4 separate regions of the Mus musculus genome follow, and regions 2, 3 and 4 are each linked to region 1. The links are chromatin contacts, called in public HiChIP or PLAC-seq maps. All regions are on one chromosome and are shown on one strand. The core of a region is the stretch at or near the end of the contact, and the rest is flanking DNA. Distances in the headings are between cores, read along the strand shown. Region 1 holds the start of Pheta1 (PH domain containing endocytic trafficking adaptor 1). Region 2 has its middle 16 kb from the start of Gm52786. Region 3 holds the start of Cux2 (cut-like homeobox 2). Region 4 overlaps Acad10 (acyl-Coenzyme A dehydrogenase family, member 10).

Region 1 (2,960 bases), core at 324-2,823:
CAGTAGGCTTCCGCTTGGCCTCCTGGCCTTCCCTCTTGTCCTACAGCCCTCTAGAGATCGCATCTCTCCTCAAAACCCTCCACAGGCAAGGCATCATAGTGCGGGAAATAAATCCCCCAAATTGGGAGGCAGACAAGAGGCTCTCTGTGAGTTCAAGACCAACCTAGTGTACTAATTAATTTATCTAGTAAATTAATTAGTTTATCTAATAAATTAATGATTTATTTAATACTTATTAATTATAAGTAATAAATATTTTATTATATTGAGGCACAATCTTGCTATATAGCTATATATGTATATAATATATAATATAAAATATTGCGTGTATATGTATATATGTGTATATATATATATATATATATATATATATAGCTTTCCAGATGTCCTCTTACCACTCCCTACCAAGGCCTGAAATTACACGTGCTCCCAAGCACACCTGAAAACAAAGATTTCCCAAAGTTCACAGGGTCCTATGCAATAAGGCTTCCTAAAAGCCTTCCAACACGTAACTTCTTCCTCCACTTGCTCTCTGCGCTTCTCTGTGCCTTTGGACTTGCGGTTTCCTCCATCCGGGACACCCTTCCTGCAGGTCTCCAGTGGGCTAGGTCGCTGCCCCTCAGTGGCCATTCCTGAGCGTTGGTTTGTCTCAGCCCCGCACTCCCGGCGGCTGTCGCCTATTCTCTGCCTCTCACCAAGCCCTGTTAGAACTGTTTTTTGATTGACTCCGAGCTGTTTCTCTCTGGATCAGTCTGCACCACTGTAGGCGCTAGTGAGACTCGGTGGAATGAAGCCTGGGATCCTGGTCTGTCCTGTTTCGCTCTTGTCCTCCGGCTAGGAGGACCCCGGACAGGAAAGTAGAAGGAAGTGAGGAGGAGGCAGGAAGAAAAGGAAGTGAAGGATTCTGGGAGGTGGGTCTGTGTGATTTTTGGGGAGAGGGGAAACCCCGGCCATTCCTACTTACTGGGAGCGCCTGTAGTTGAGCCACACCCTGTAAACACCACGCTTGTCTTTATATTTTGCATAGAATCCCAGCGACTCCTGGGAGGTCACGCAGGGGTGCAGTGGGTCGGTGGGCCTCTACCTCTGCTCACTTCTAGAACTCTCTCTTAATTTAGGCAAGTGTTTGGATGGCTCGGTATCCTCTGCGTTTTAAAACAGACTTGTGTTGATTTTCTCTGGAAACGCTGTGGGTTGAACGTTTTCTTTTTTCTTTTCTTTCTTTCTTTCTTTCTTTCTTTATTTATTTATTTATTTTTTGTTTTCGAGGCCAGGATGGTCTCGGACTCACTAGATATCCTGTGTGTACCTTGAGCAACTGGTGGGAGGCGGTTCCCTGGCATCTTTCACGTTATATTTCCCCAGGCTTGGCGACAAGCGCCGTTGAGCCGTCTCGCCAGGTTGCTCCGGGACCGAATTCTGGGAACTCCCGACCCTGGCACGGTCCCTTTAAGAGGGATTTTTCAGGCGCGCGTGTGGGGGCGTGGTAAATTCGGGGGCGGGACCTTGCAGGGCTGACCAATGGGCAGGCGCGTGTGGCTCGGAGGCGTTCCCCCTCCTGGGCGGGCCGCTCAGGGTTAAAGGGGCGCCCGCGGGTCGCCGCCACTCGGCCTCCGGGAGACAAAGGGCCCTGTCGTCGCCGGCCCCCGAGCTGTTCCGGGCCATGGGCAGGACAGACCGTCGCGCCGGTCCCAGAGCCAGGTAAAGCCGGGCGGGACGGGACCGCGACGGGGTCGGCAGCCGCGCGGCTGTCGCCCGGGACCCGCCCGCGGCCTCCATCGCGGCCCGGCCGGCGCACCACGGGGGCTTGAGGTTCCGCGGTGGTGATGCCCTGCCTCCGTTTCCCTCGAGTCCTAGCCGCGGGGCCAGCTGTGACCCCACGAATGGAGGACTCATCACTTGTCTTAATTTTTTATGTATTTACTTTTGTTTACGTGTGCGTGTGTGGAGGTCAGAAGACAACTTGGGGGGAGTCCGGGCTTTCCTTCTTCTACTTGGTTTCTGGGGATCAAACTCGGGTCAGAAAGCTTGACAGCCAGCGTCTTTATCCGCTAAACTGTTTTATTTTGTTTTGTTTTTGGTGGGGTTTGTTGTTGTTTTTTTGTTTTTTGTTTTGGTTTTTCGACACAGGGTTTCTCTGTGTAGCCCTGACTCACTTTGTAGACCAGGCTGGCCTCGGACTCAGAAATCCGCCTGCCTCTGCCTCCCCAGTGCTGGGATTAAAGGCGTGCGCCACCGCGCCCGGCCGGTTTTGTTGTTAAATGAGACAGAAGCTTAATGTGTACCCTTGGCTGGCCTGGAACTCAATAATGCAGAACAGGCTAGCCTCACAGATAGATCCACCTATCTTTGCATCGCGAGGGCTGGGATCAAAGGTGTGCACCACTATACCTGGCATGTGTGGCGTTTTTTGTCTGCCTTCCAAGTGCTGGAATGACAGGTGTGAGCGCCACATTGGGTGCCTTCGCCTGCTTTAGAATACTTTCCCCCTATAGTTTGTCACAGGCTGTCCTTAGTTTAGCTCATCGGTGCCTCCATGAAGCCCATTGAGGCAAACTGAGGTCTGGGAAGTGTTGGTAACTGGGCTTCCGGCCTGGGCCAGCCCAGACAAGAATTTGGTCCCTAAAGCATCGTGCTTAGACCCTGTTGCTTGTAGCTCGGAGCCCTCAGCAGACTTTGAACCTGAACAGAGCAGAGACGGTTGAATAGCAGGGAGCACTCCCTCCCTCCAAGGGGAAGCTAGAGCCTGCTTGTTTGCCGAGCCAGAGCAGGCAAGGGCTAGGGACCTGGCTGGGCCTTCTGTCTGCTGGTGACCTTGGCCAGGGTGCCCCCATCTGGGCAGTTGGGGGAGGATGGCTGATGGGCACCAGGTAATATTGTCAGTCTTGGTGGGGAAGAAGGACCCCAAGGTTTCTGCCCCATGGGGCTGTTTGTGTGGAGCTCTGTTCTTTGGCCAGGTC
Region 2 (2,960 bases), core at 135-2,634, 220 kb after region 1:
TAGAAAGGGGGAAAGCCTGGGCTCTCCAGGACTATGGGGCATCTTCTACGGGGTTTGCATGGATAGGGCATCTTCCAGTACCTCTGTGTGGCCTCAGGTGAGTAGGCTGATCTCTCTCTGAGCCTGTCCCCTCAGCAGCAAAATGGGACCAAAAGCCTATCTCCTACTCCTAAGTCTGCAGTGAGGTTGAAGTTGGAGCAGATGTGGGTCAGTCACGTGCCATAGTGAAACTGCCGCCAGCTCTCCCTCCCTCCCTTCCTTCTGTCCTTCCTTCCTTCCTTCTGTCCTTCCTCCTTTTGTATATTATCCTTTATTTCACTTGTCTATTTATACCTTATTCATACCTCTTAGAGACAGCATCCCACTCTGTTGCCCAGACTCGCCTAAACTCCTGGGATCAAGGGTTCTCTGGACCTCAACCTTCCAAGTGCCTGGCCCATGGGAGTACTCCATTCGGCTCGGAGCTATAGGTAAGTTTTATGACATGGTGGTCATCCTTGCTTGGATTTCCCATCATCCCTTAGCTCCTTCTATAGCCGATTCTATGGCTGACTAGTAAACTACACACCATCAGGAACACGTCCATAAGGTTGGGACCGTGTGCCATTCTGGGTGTTGACGAGGGATTCTGGACAGCGTCCTGCAGATAAAAACACACATCTGGGCTGGAGAGATGGCTCAGCGGTTGAGAGCACTGATTGTTCTCCCAGAGGTCCTGAGTTCAAATCCCAGCAACCACATGGTGGCTCACAACCATCCGCAATGAGATCTGATGCCCTCTTCTGCTGTGTCTGGAGACAGCTACAGTGTGCTCATATACATAAAATAAATAGATGATTCTTTTTAAAACACTGACACACCTATCTATCTATCTATCTATCTATCTATCTATCTATCTATGAATGATTGAACTCCCTCCTCTACCCTCCCCCAGGTTTTCACACTCCACTCCCATCTTGGCTGGCTTGCTATAGAGTGTCACTGAAGCCCCTAATTCAAGGATCACACACACCCTCCTTAGGATCCTTCTCTGACTATGAGACAGGCTCAGAGCCCACCTTCTGTGTAACCACAGTCCCTCAGGCTGACAAAGCACCTAGTCCAGACCATGTGCTTCTAGAATTTTCCCGACTCCACAGTGATCCTCAAGCCCTGTGAATACTTGCCCAGGGAATCGACAGTGGCAATCTTGTCCTGCCACCTCACTGGCCACCCACCACCCCAGGATACCCACTCAGATGGCACTTGCTACAGGGCCCTCCTCCCCTCCCGGGAGGAGATCAGAGAAGGTTCTAGGCCTCGGTTATCTCAAGGCTGGTTTCTGGTTCCAGCTGCCAGGCAGCCTGCTGTCTCTCTCTGGCCGAGCCAGGCCCCACAAGCCTGAAATAGAGATTCCTGTGGCTGTGCACTTTGTCTGTCCAGACGTTCTCACTTCTCGCGTCCGCCACCGGACGCATCGGCTCTGCGGGCTAAAAATACCCCTGACATTTGTGAAGGTCTGTGAGGGCCCGCCAGGCTCACTGCTAAGGAGTTTCTCTGCAAAAGTCATAGAAACAGGGTACCTACCGGGTTACCCTTGGCTCCCCCCACTGCTGGCCCACCCACTCTCTCACACTCTTACTCCTGAAGGTCTGGAAGAAACTTGCTCCCCATGTACCATGGAGCACCCCCTGTGTCTGTCTGCATACCAGTTTCCTAAGGATGGGATGAGCCACAGAACAGGCCCGCCCAGCAGGACTGGGGACATGAAGCCTCAGGAGCCTTCCTCTTCCTGAACATGCACACAGAAGCCATGTCCTCCAGCAAGGAGGTCAGGTCACACCACAACAGTGGGCCACGCCTTGACCTTGATCTTGCAGTTAGCAGAACTGGAAGAAGATAGATGTCCGCTCCTCCCCACCCAGGCCAAAGGCAGGTCACCATGGCAACCCAGTACTGGGCATGCCAGATTCCAGGAATGCTGCCCACATTTCCACACAACATGGTACACAGTAGGTGCCCAATACATGCTGTAGAATAATGCCCTATGCTTAGGAACTGGGATTCTGCACCCAGAGCTCTTGGGCTGAGATTCTGGCTCCGCCCCTGCCTCGGTGAGCTCCTGGGCCTCCATTTTCCTATCTGTAAAATGGAAGTAGTCATAGTACTCAGGCGGCTGGGGGTGGGGGTGGGGCAAATGAGTAGCCATTGCCACAGGGTCTGGAACAGACTTTGATCACGGAACATACAACTCATGGGTCAGCCATTGTTGGGTGATGTCTATCTTGCTCCTTGTCAGGAGTCAAGTTTCCCTTATCAAGTAGCTTCTCCCTCACGCTGCTAATATGGCTGCCAGGATCTCAAAGCTTAAATCCCAGCCATCAGCCTGGCCTTTGAGTCCTGACTTAACTCCGGAGGTAAGGCTACCTTACTAACCAATCTTACTTAGGTCATGTGTTGATCTAAGAACCAATCATGGTTAAGTCAGAAGGATGGCAAGCTCTGATTGGCTAGGCCTGACTGAGTTCACAGTAGAGACCTAATCATTATGTGGAGAGAGGTGAGACGTGAAAGTGCTGTGGTTGGCTGGGCCTGAGTCTGTCTCACAGGAGCCAAGGGTCCTGATGATGTCGCCCAAGGCCTGAGGCTGTAGTGAAAGAGGGTCTGGGTGCAGCTTCCAGACCTGGGGATACAGAACACATAGGTGTCCCAGGGCATCCAGAGCTCAAGTTTCAACTGTTGTGTGGCTTTTTCTGGGCATCTCTCGGTGGTGTGTGTGTGTGTGTGTACCCCTACATAGCATCATTTAAGAACATGAATCATATCTCTGGTCCCCAAGGCCACCCTGTTGTGGTGCCACACCTCTCCACTCAGCCTCACACACCCATCCACTGATCCACAGCGCCTCACTTTCCCCCTCCCCATCTGAGCCCGTCTTCAGCTGGGCTTTCCACCACCACCACCCCTACCAAGGACAATCA
Region 3 (2,960 bases), core at 130-2,629, 200 kb after region 1:
TTCCGTCAGCCCAGCCGCTTGCTCCCCTCTAGTCTGCCGCGTTCTTGTCATCCCTTATGTTACAGAACATCAATCATAAATAAAGACGCTGTCCCCCAGCCTGCCCGGGTCTCATTTACAAACATTAGCAGGGAATACGATTACCATTGGCCTTCGTGCCAGGCCCAATGTGGCTACCCAACTCTCTCTCTCTCTGCCCCCTCCCGGCCCCTGCTCCCCACCTCCAAAGCCACTTTAGCATCCTTTAAACCGTCTAGCATAGGACACAGCCTTGCCCATCTTAGCCGGCCACCAAACTGTAACCTCAACTCGGGCGCGGACTAGGAATTGCATAGCTCCTGCAGTTATTAACTGCATGCCTGAGTGCCCCGATTTTCTCTCCGGCTCGGTGGCTTTGAGGGAGGAGGGGAGCGAGGAGTGGGGACAGAGAAGAGGGGGGCTGGAGCGAGCCACTTATCAGAAGCAACTTAACGAGATCTGCGGACAGATTAAAAAGGGAAAGTGGGTCCCTTTATGTTTTATTTATTTATTTTTTTATCTCCAGACGTGTTGTCACGAATTCTGAGAATGTCACTGGCCAAGCAAAATGCTCTCAGAGCGTGGTTATCCACAAGGCTTCCCCGCCCAGGCCATCGCAGCACCTGCCGCGACTCTGCTCGACTGCAGGGTGCAGGGAGCCTCTGCGGGCGTAATGAGCACCCAAGTGTGTCGCCAAATGGGGTACTGTAACACCGCATCTCCCCCCCTACCCCCCGCCCATCCCAGGGCCTCAGAAAGACGGTCAGCAAACATCCCAACCTGGAGGCACCTGGAGCCCGCGCACCAGGAACATGGAAAAAGTGCTGGGGCTGCCAAGAGTGTCGCCCCTGAGAAGGAGAGGGGAGCGAGGGGGGCCAAGGCAGAGAGAGCAGGGTGCGAGAGCAAGCGAGGTAGAACCGGTAGCCCCAGGGGCGCGGGTGCAAAAGTTCCCAGGGGCTGCAGCCCGCGCACCTGCTCCGCCCCGCGGCAGGTGCGCAAAGTTGCGCGCGCTCGGGCCTGGGGCTCCGGGGCCGCGGGACTGGGATGGAGGGGAAGGGGCGGGGAGGGAGGAGCAGACAGAGAAGGGGAATATCAAGATGATGGAGAGAAAGCAGGAGGAGGGGAAGCGAGGGAAGAAAAGCAAGACCGGAGAGGGGAGGCGGGAGGGGGGGGTCAAGACAGAGGTGGGAAGGACGGAGGCAGAAAGCAGGCGGAGGAAGAGAAAGCAGGCGGAGGGGGTGATAAAAAACCGAGGAGAGAGGGAGAAACAAGACGCAGAGACTAACCCTCAGGGATCGGCCCGGGAGGAGCACCGAGCGTCCTGGCTGCAGCAGCCGGTGGAGGAGGCGGCGGCGGCGGCGGCGGCTGGATGGCTGCGCAGCCGCGTCCCGCTCCCCCGCGTTGCCCGCGCGCTCTCCGTGCTCCCCGCGCTCCTCCCGTTCCCCGCGCTCCTCCCGCCTCGGCGGCTCCCGCGTCCCGGCGGCCGCTCGTGGCGGCAGCGAACAAAGGCGGGCTGGTCTGCTCACCTGCAGCCGCCGCCAGTCCAGGCGCCGTCTTGCGCGCGGCCCCCTGGTCGCCCGTACAGCCCTGGCCGGCCTCGGCCCCCGGGCCCCCCGCGGTCCCCCCTCGGCCGCCATCTTGGGGGCGGGCGCGCGGCCGGGGATGCGGCTGCCGCCAACACCCGGGCTGGACCCCGGGAGCGCGGCCCGGCTCTGCGCGCACGCCGCTCGCACTTGACTTTGGCTCCTTGCAAACTTATCGACAGCGCCGCGCGCGCGGATCAATGCGCAGGGGGGGCGGCGGGAGCGCGGAGGGGCCGCGGGCGACGGGGACCGTAAAGAACAAAGTGAGCTCTCTGCAGTGCGTGCGGCCGCTCTCCTCGCGTGGCCTCGCGCGAGGGGAGCACGGAGCACACACGCGCGACCCTCCGGCCGAGGTCCACCCCCCCCCTCGCAACCCCGCGCGCCACGCGCTCGCTGCGCTGCGGGTGACCGCCGCGAGGGGGCGCCCCGGAGCCGTGGGAAAGTCTCCGGGCGCCCAGCATGGTGCTGTACAGCACCGAAGGAAGTCCTATTGGGGAACCTGTGTGTCTATGCTTTGCGTCTTTACAGTAGGGCTCTGATCGTTATTCTTTAGTGGGCGTAACGCACCCCACAACTTTCCAAAGCAAGTCCCTGGCGTGAAGTGAATGTTGCTGCAGGATGTCCTTAGAGAAACCTTTGCGGAAGCAGCCTTTCCCCAACAGCTGCTTGGATCAGTTGAGGTTCTCCAAGGCCCGCTGTAGCAGCTCCGGACCTCTAACATCACTATGGGGGCTAGGCAGGGTGTCATGTTATCATTACCATGGCCAACGCACATGGACGGACACACACACACACACACACACACGCCCTTTGAGTATAGCGTTTCTGCTTTCTCCTTGATCTTTAACCCAGGGCGGGGAGGTCCCGGCCTTTGCAGTTCCTCAGACCCTGGACCAAAAGGGGGCGTATTTCACATATCCCTCTTCTTTTCTATGAGCCCTCCCAACTTGTTATCCTAAAGAAGGGACTCAGAAACCCATCATGCCTCGGTACCCCCTAAAAAAAACCCTAAAAAAACCTCCAGACCCTGAAGTCACCCTCCTTGCCTGCCCACCTCCCCACACCACACCCTATTGCACATCACCCCCCCCACTTACTTCCCTTCCAAAAGAAGAGGCCTAGTCCCCCCCTCATCTCTGTCAAAAGACTAGCTTTTATGGACGGCCAACCGAAATTATATTCCCTTTTTATGGCTGAGCTTGGACTTCTGACATCACTCTCGGTCTGGGACAATAGATCAATACCGTGGGTTATAAAAAAGATGAAGTTTAGAAGAGTTGTAAAGGAGGGAGAATCATGATGGATATTTTTGATGATTTTCCAATATTTGCGTCTCCCAGCACGTGCTTCAAGGCAATT
Region 4 (2,960 bases), core at 323-2,822, 200 kb before region 1:
GCCTCTGCAGGCACAGCTGGAATATCCTGGGATCTGGCTTACAGATGCCTTCCAGGCAGGACTCAACCACCTGCGGGGAGAGGGTGGCTCTCAAGATGCAGCTCCCACAAGCACAAAAAGATGGTGTAGGATTATTTCCTATAACGGGAAGCGTTCTGGAAAATGATGTTGCCTTAAAATGAAGGATTAAAAATTTTCAGGATACAACCTAGGGGCCCATACTCAGTGTCAACTCTAAGGAAAGAGGACAGGCTCCTCATACTGTGGGAATGGCGGGTAGGACTCAGGTCATCAGACTCTGGCAAGCATCTTCACCCAGAGAACCATCACGCAAAGCAGTGAGGTATTATGGGATGGCACTGGTCTGGAATTGTGCCTCAGACAAACAGTGGAGAATGTCAGAACCCACATGAGATGTGGTAGTATAGGTGAGGGTTTGAGTGTGCAGCATAAAGGGGTCTTCACCTCATCAATACTTGGTCATAGGCACAATTATGTTTTTCTTAAAAAGATATATTTGTATATCTTATATATATGAGTGATCTTACTTTTAGAATTATTTATTTATTTTACGTATAGGAGTATGCTGCAGCTGTCTTCAGACACACCAGAAAAGAACATCGGATCCCATAAGACTTGGTTGTGAGCCATCATGTGGTTGCTGGAAATTGAACTCATGACCTCTAGAAGAGCAGTCAGTGCTCTTAACTGCTGAGCCATCTCTCCAGCCCGAGTGCTCTGTCTTAATGCACACCAGAAGAGAGAATCAGATCCCATTACAGATTGTTGTGAGCCACCATCTATGTGGTTGTAGGGAACTGAACTCAGGGCCTCTGGAAGAGCAGCTAATGCTTTTAACCTCTCTGCCTTCTCTCCAGCCCTGAGCTCAATTATGCTTTAAGGGCCCATTTTGCTGGATGTGGTGGCACAAGCCTTTAGTCCCAGCATTTGGGAAGCAGAAGCAAGTGGACCTTTGTGAGTCCCAGGCCAGCCTGGTCTTTGTAGCAAGTTCCAGGTTGTCAGGGCTATACTAAAAAAAAAAAAAAAAAAAAAAAGCTAAAATTAATTAAAATAAAGGCCAGGCCTTTAATCCCAGCATGGGAGAGACATAGGCAGGTGGGTCTCTGAGTGTTCAAGGACAGCTTGGTCTACAAAGTAAGTTCTAGGGCAGTCATGGCTACACAGAGAAACTCTGACTTTAAAAATAGATGGATGGATGGAAAGATAGATAGATAGATAGACAGATAGACAGACAGATAAACAGATAATAAAAAAGGCCAAAAGTAAAAGACAATTTTCAACTTATTACACCTAATCCCGATTCGGGCAGATATGTGAGTAGAAACCCACTTCCTGGAGACCGCTAGCAGGCAGCCTTTAGAGCTAATAAATTCAGAGCCTCTCCAGCACACCCAGCACCTTGTACTCACCACATCAAACTGTTTCCGGTCCAGGGGCAGGAAGCTTTCCCCGCTGGAAAGATGAAAGTTGTTGGTGAGGACTGCAGTCTGGAGGCCTTTTGCTCTGATCTGAGAGATGGCCTGAGTCATCACCGGGAACTGCTTTGTCACCTGCTCACTGGTCAGCAGAGAGAAATAGGAGCTCACGGGCACGGAAGTCTTTGCCTGTGAACAGGAGAGGAGGCGGGAGAATTAGTGTGGTTATTAGTGTGGTCCCTCGTGGCCCACAGGCAAATCCATTCCTGGCATCCTATTGCTGCCTGGATGTGAGAGCCCAGGGCCTAGTGCACATGACTTTAGAGTCTGCACTAGTATTTTGAGAGGAGTTCTCCGTATACTGAGCAGACAAGCCCCCAATGCCTGGGATCAAGTGATCCTCCTGCTTCAGCCTCCATACTATCCAGGACCACAGGTAAGCATCACCTTCCCTAGGTGTACGGCATTCTTTAAGAACGCATTTAGGCGCTGGGCTTTAATTACAACCTGGGAAGTGAAGGAAGAGGACCTGAGCTTTTGACGTTAGCCAGGCCACCAGAGAGACCCCTTCCCAAACCCTGCTTCAAAAATGAAAAAGAGAACAAATCCCTTATTTGGAATTAGGATGGTTAAAATAGCCAGAGATGTTGCCCCACTGTGGTCACTAGAGTTCTTCCTTCTGCTCTTGTCAGTCAAAAAAGGCAGACGGTCAGAAGAGGGTACATTAAGCTTTAAAGCCTGTTCATCAGGTATCATTTATCATTAATAGCCTGCATGATTCTGTGTCATACCTTGCCATAGTTTTATGAATTTCAGTTTCAGATCAATTTTAGGTTTTAAAAAACTATTAAGTATTTTATTTTACACATGGGTCTTTTGCTTGCAGGTATATATATGTATATATATATATATACAATATACACACACACACACACACACATATATATATATATATATACACCATGTGTGTGCCTGGAGTCCTCAGAGTCCTGAAGAGGATGCTGGATTCCCAGAAGTGGAGTCACACACGGTTGAGACAATGTGGGTGGCGGGAATTGAACCCAGGTCTTCTATAGGAGCAGCATGCGCCCTCAACTACAGAGCCATCTCTCCAGTCCAATGTTTGCTTGTTTTTAGATTCTAATCTATAGGGTTTGCAAACAGGTTTCAAAATCTGCAAATGCCAAGTCTTGTAGGCCCAGGTAGGTTTTATAATATTGTACAGAAATGTAACTAAATAGCAGGCAGGCAGCCTAGAGAGTGTGTGCAGGTCAACCATTCTTCTGTTGTGGTTTTGAGACAGGGTCTCACTCTGAAGCCCTGGCTGGCACCCACTGAGATCACATACCCTGGCCTCTCCAGTGCCAGGACTAAAGGTGTACACCACTTCTGCTGGTTTTTTTTTTAATCCTTCCACCTCTGCCTCCTGAGTGTTGTGGAAAGGGATGGATGAACCACCAGAGCCTGACAAAGGTTTCCAATACTCACAAAGTTATACAACCAGCCCCATAAAACGGGATCTTA

What was found. HiChIP or PLAC-seq counts read pairs in DNA pulled down with a chosen protein or histone mark.
Region 2: a contact with region 1 is called in an H3K4me3 HiChIP or PLAC-seq map of embryonic stem cells, with 59 read pairs. The contact joins the enhancer-like site here to the promoter of Pheta1 in region 1. A contact is called at or near these places in 6 of 39 promoter capture datasets (embryonic stem cells, frontonasal cranial neural crest and maxillary cranial neural crest), 1 of 15 datasets of contacts at CTCF or cohesin (embryonic stem cells), 3 of 484 Hi-C or Micro-C datasets (all in embryonic stem cells), 20 of 115 datasets of contacts at active chromatin or transcription factors (the SCID.adh cell line, acute myeloid leukemia, bone marrow-derived macrophages and 12 more) and 2 of 9 other capture datasets (liver and macrophages).
Region 3: an H3K4me3 HiChIP or PLAC-seq map of embryonic stem cells shows a contact between it and region 1, with 36 read pairs. The contact joins the promoter of Cux2 here to the promoter of Pheta1 in region 1. A contact is called at or near these places in 15 of 39 promoter capture datasets (the 3T3-L1 cell line, the HPC-7 cell line, HPC-7-derived erythroid cells and 8 more), 10 of 484 Hi-C or Micro-C datasets (embryonic stem cells, muscle stem cells, palatal mesenchyme and 2 more), 25 of 115 datasets of contacts at active chromatin or transcription factors (the SCID.adh cell line, SST interneurons, acute myeloid leukemia and 13 more) and 3 of 9 other capture datasets (adipose tissue, liver and pancreatic islet).
Region 4: a contact with region 1 is called in an H3K4me3 HiChIP or PLAC-seq map of the SCID.adh cell line, with 10 read pairs. The contact joins the enhancer-like site here to the promoter of Pheta1 in region 1. A contact is called at or near these places in 2 of 39 promoter capture datasets (the 3T3-L1 cell line and liver), 1 of 15 datasets of contacts at CTCF or cohesin (large pre-B cells), 4 of 484 Hi-C or Micro-C datasets (CD4 T cells, the G1E-ER4 cell line, granulocyte-monocyte progenitors and 1 more), 5 of 115 datasets of contacts at active chromatin or transcription factors (the SCID.adh cell line, embryonic forebrain, embryonic hindbrain and 2 more) and 2 of 9 other capture datasets (adipose tissue and liver).

Annotation. Positions count from the first base shown.
Region 1 is chr5:121,847,424-121,850,383 of GRCm38.p6, forward strand. It overlaps Pheta1 (PH domain containing endocytic trafficking adaptor 1), which reads left to right and starts at 1,574. Exons shown (of 4, transcript NM_175474.4): 1 at 1,574-1,701.
Region 2 is chr5:122,069,742-122,072,701 of GRCm38.p6, forward strand. No RefSeq gene overlaps it. Among named protein-coding and RNA genes, the nearest start is that of Gm52786, 16 kb to the left of the region's middle. Within about 2 kb of position 1,385, at least 27 of the 459 cell types and tissues checked have an H3K27ac peak or open chromatin away from gene starts, as enhancers often do. A contact at or near this core is called in embryonic stem cells and microglia, where this site is marked.
Region 3 is chr5:122,048,472-122,051,431 of GRCm38.p6, forward strand. Cux2 (cut-like homeobox 2) reads right to left here and starts at 1,380. Exons shown (of 23, transcript NM_001312908.1): 1 at 1,305-1,380.
Region 4 is chr5:121,647,924-121,650,883 of GRCm38.p6, forward strand. Acad10 (acyl-Coenzyme A dehydrogenase family, member 10) reads right to left here. Exons shown (of 21, transcript NM_028037.4): 4 at 1,431-1,625; 5 at 1-70. Among named protein-coding and RNA genes, the nearest start is that of Acad10, 11 kb to the right of the region's middle. Within about 2 kb of position 1,573, at least 9 of the 459 cell types and tissues checked have an H3K27ac peak or open chromatin away from gene starts, as enhancers often do. A contact at or near this core is called in the SCID.adh cell line, where this site is marked.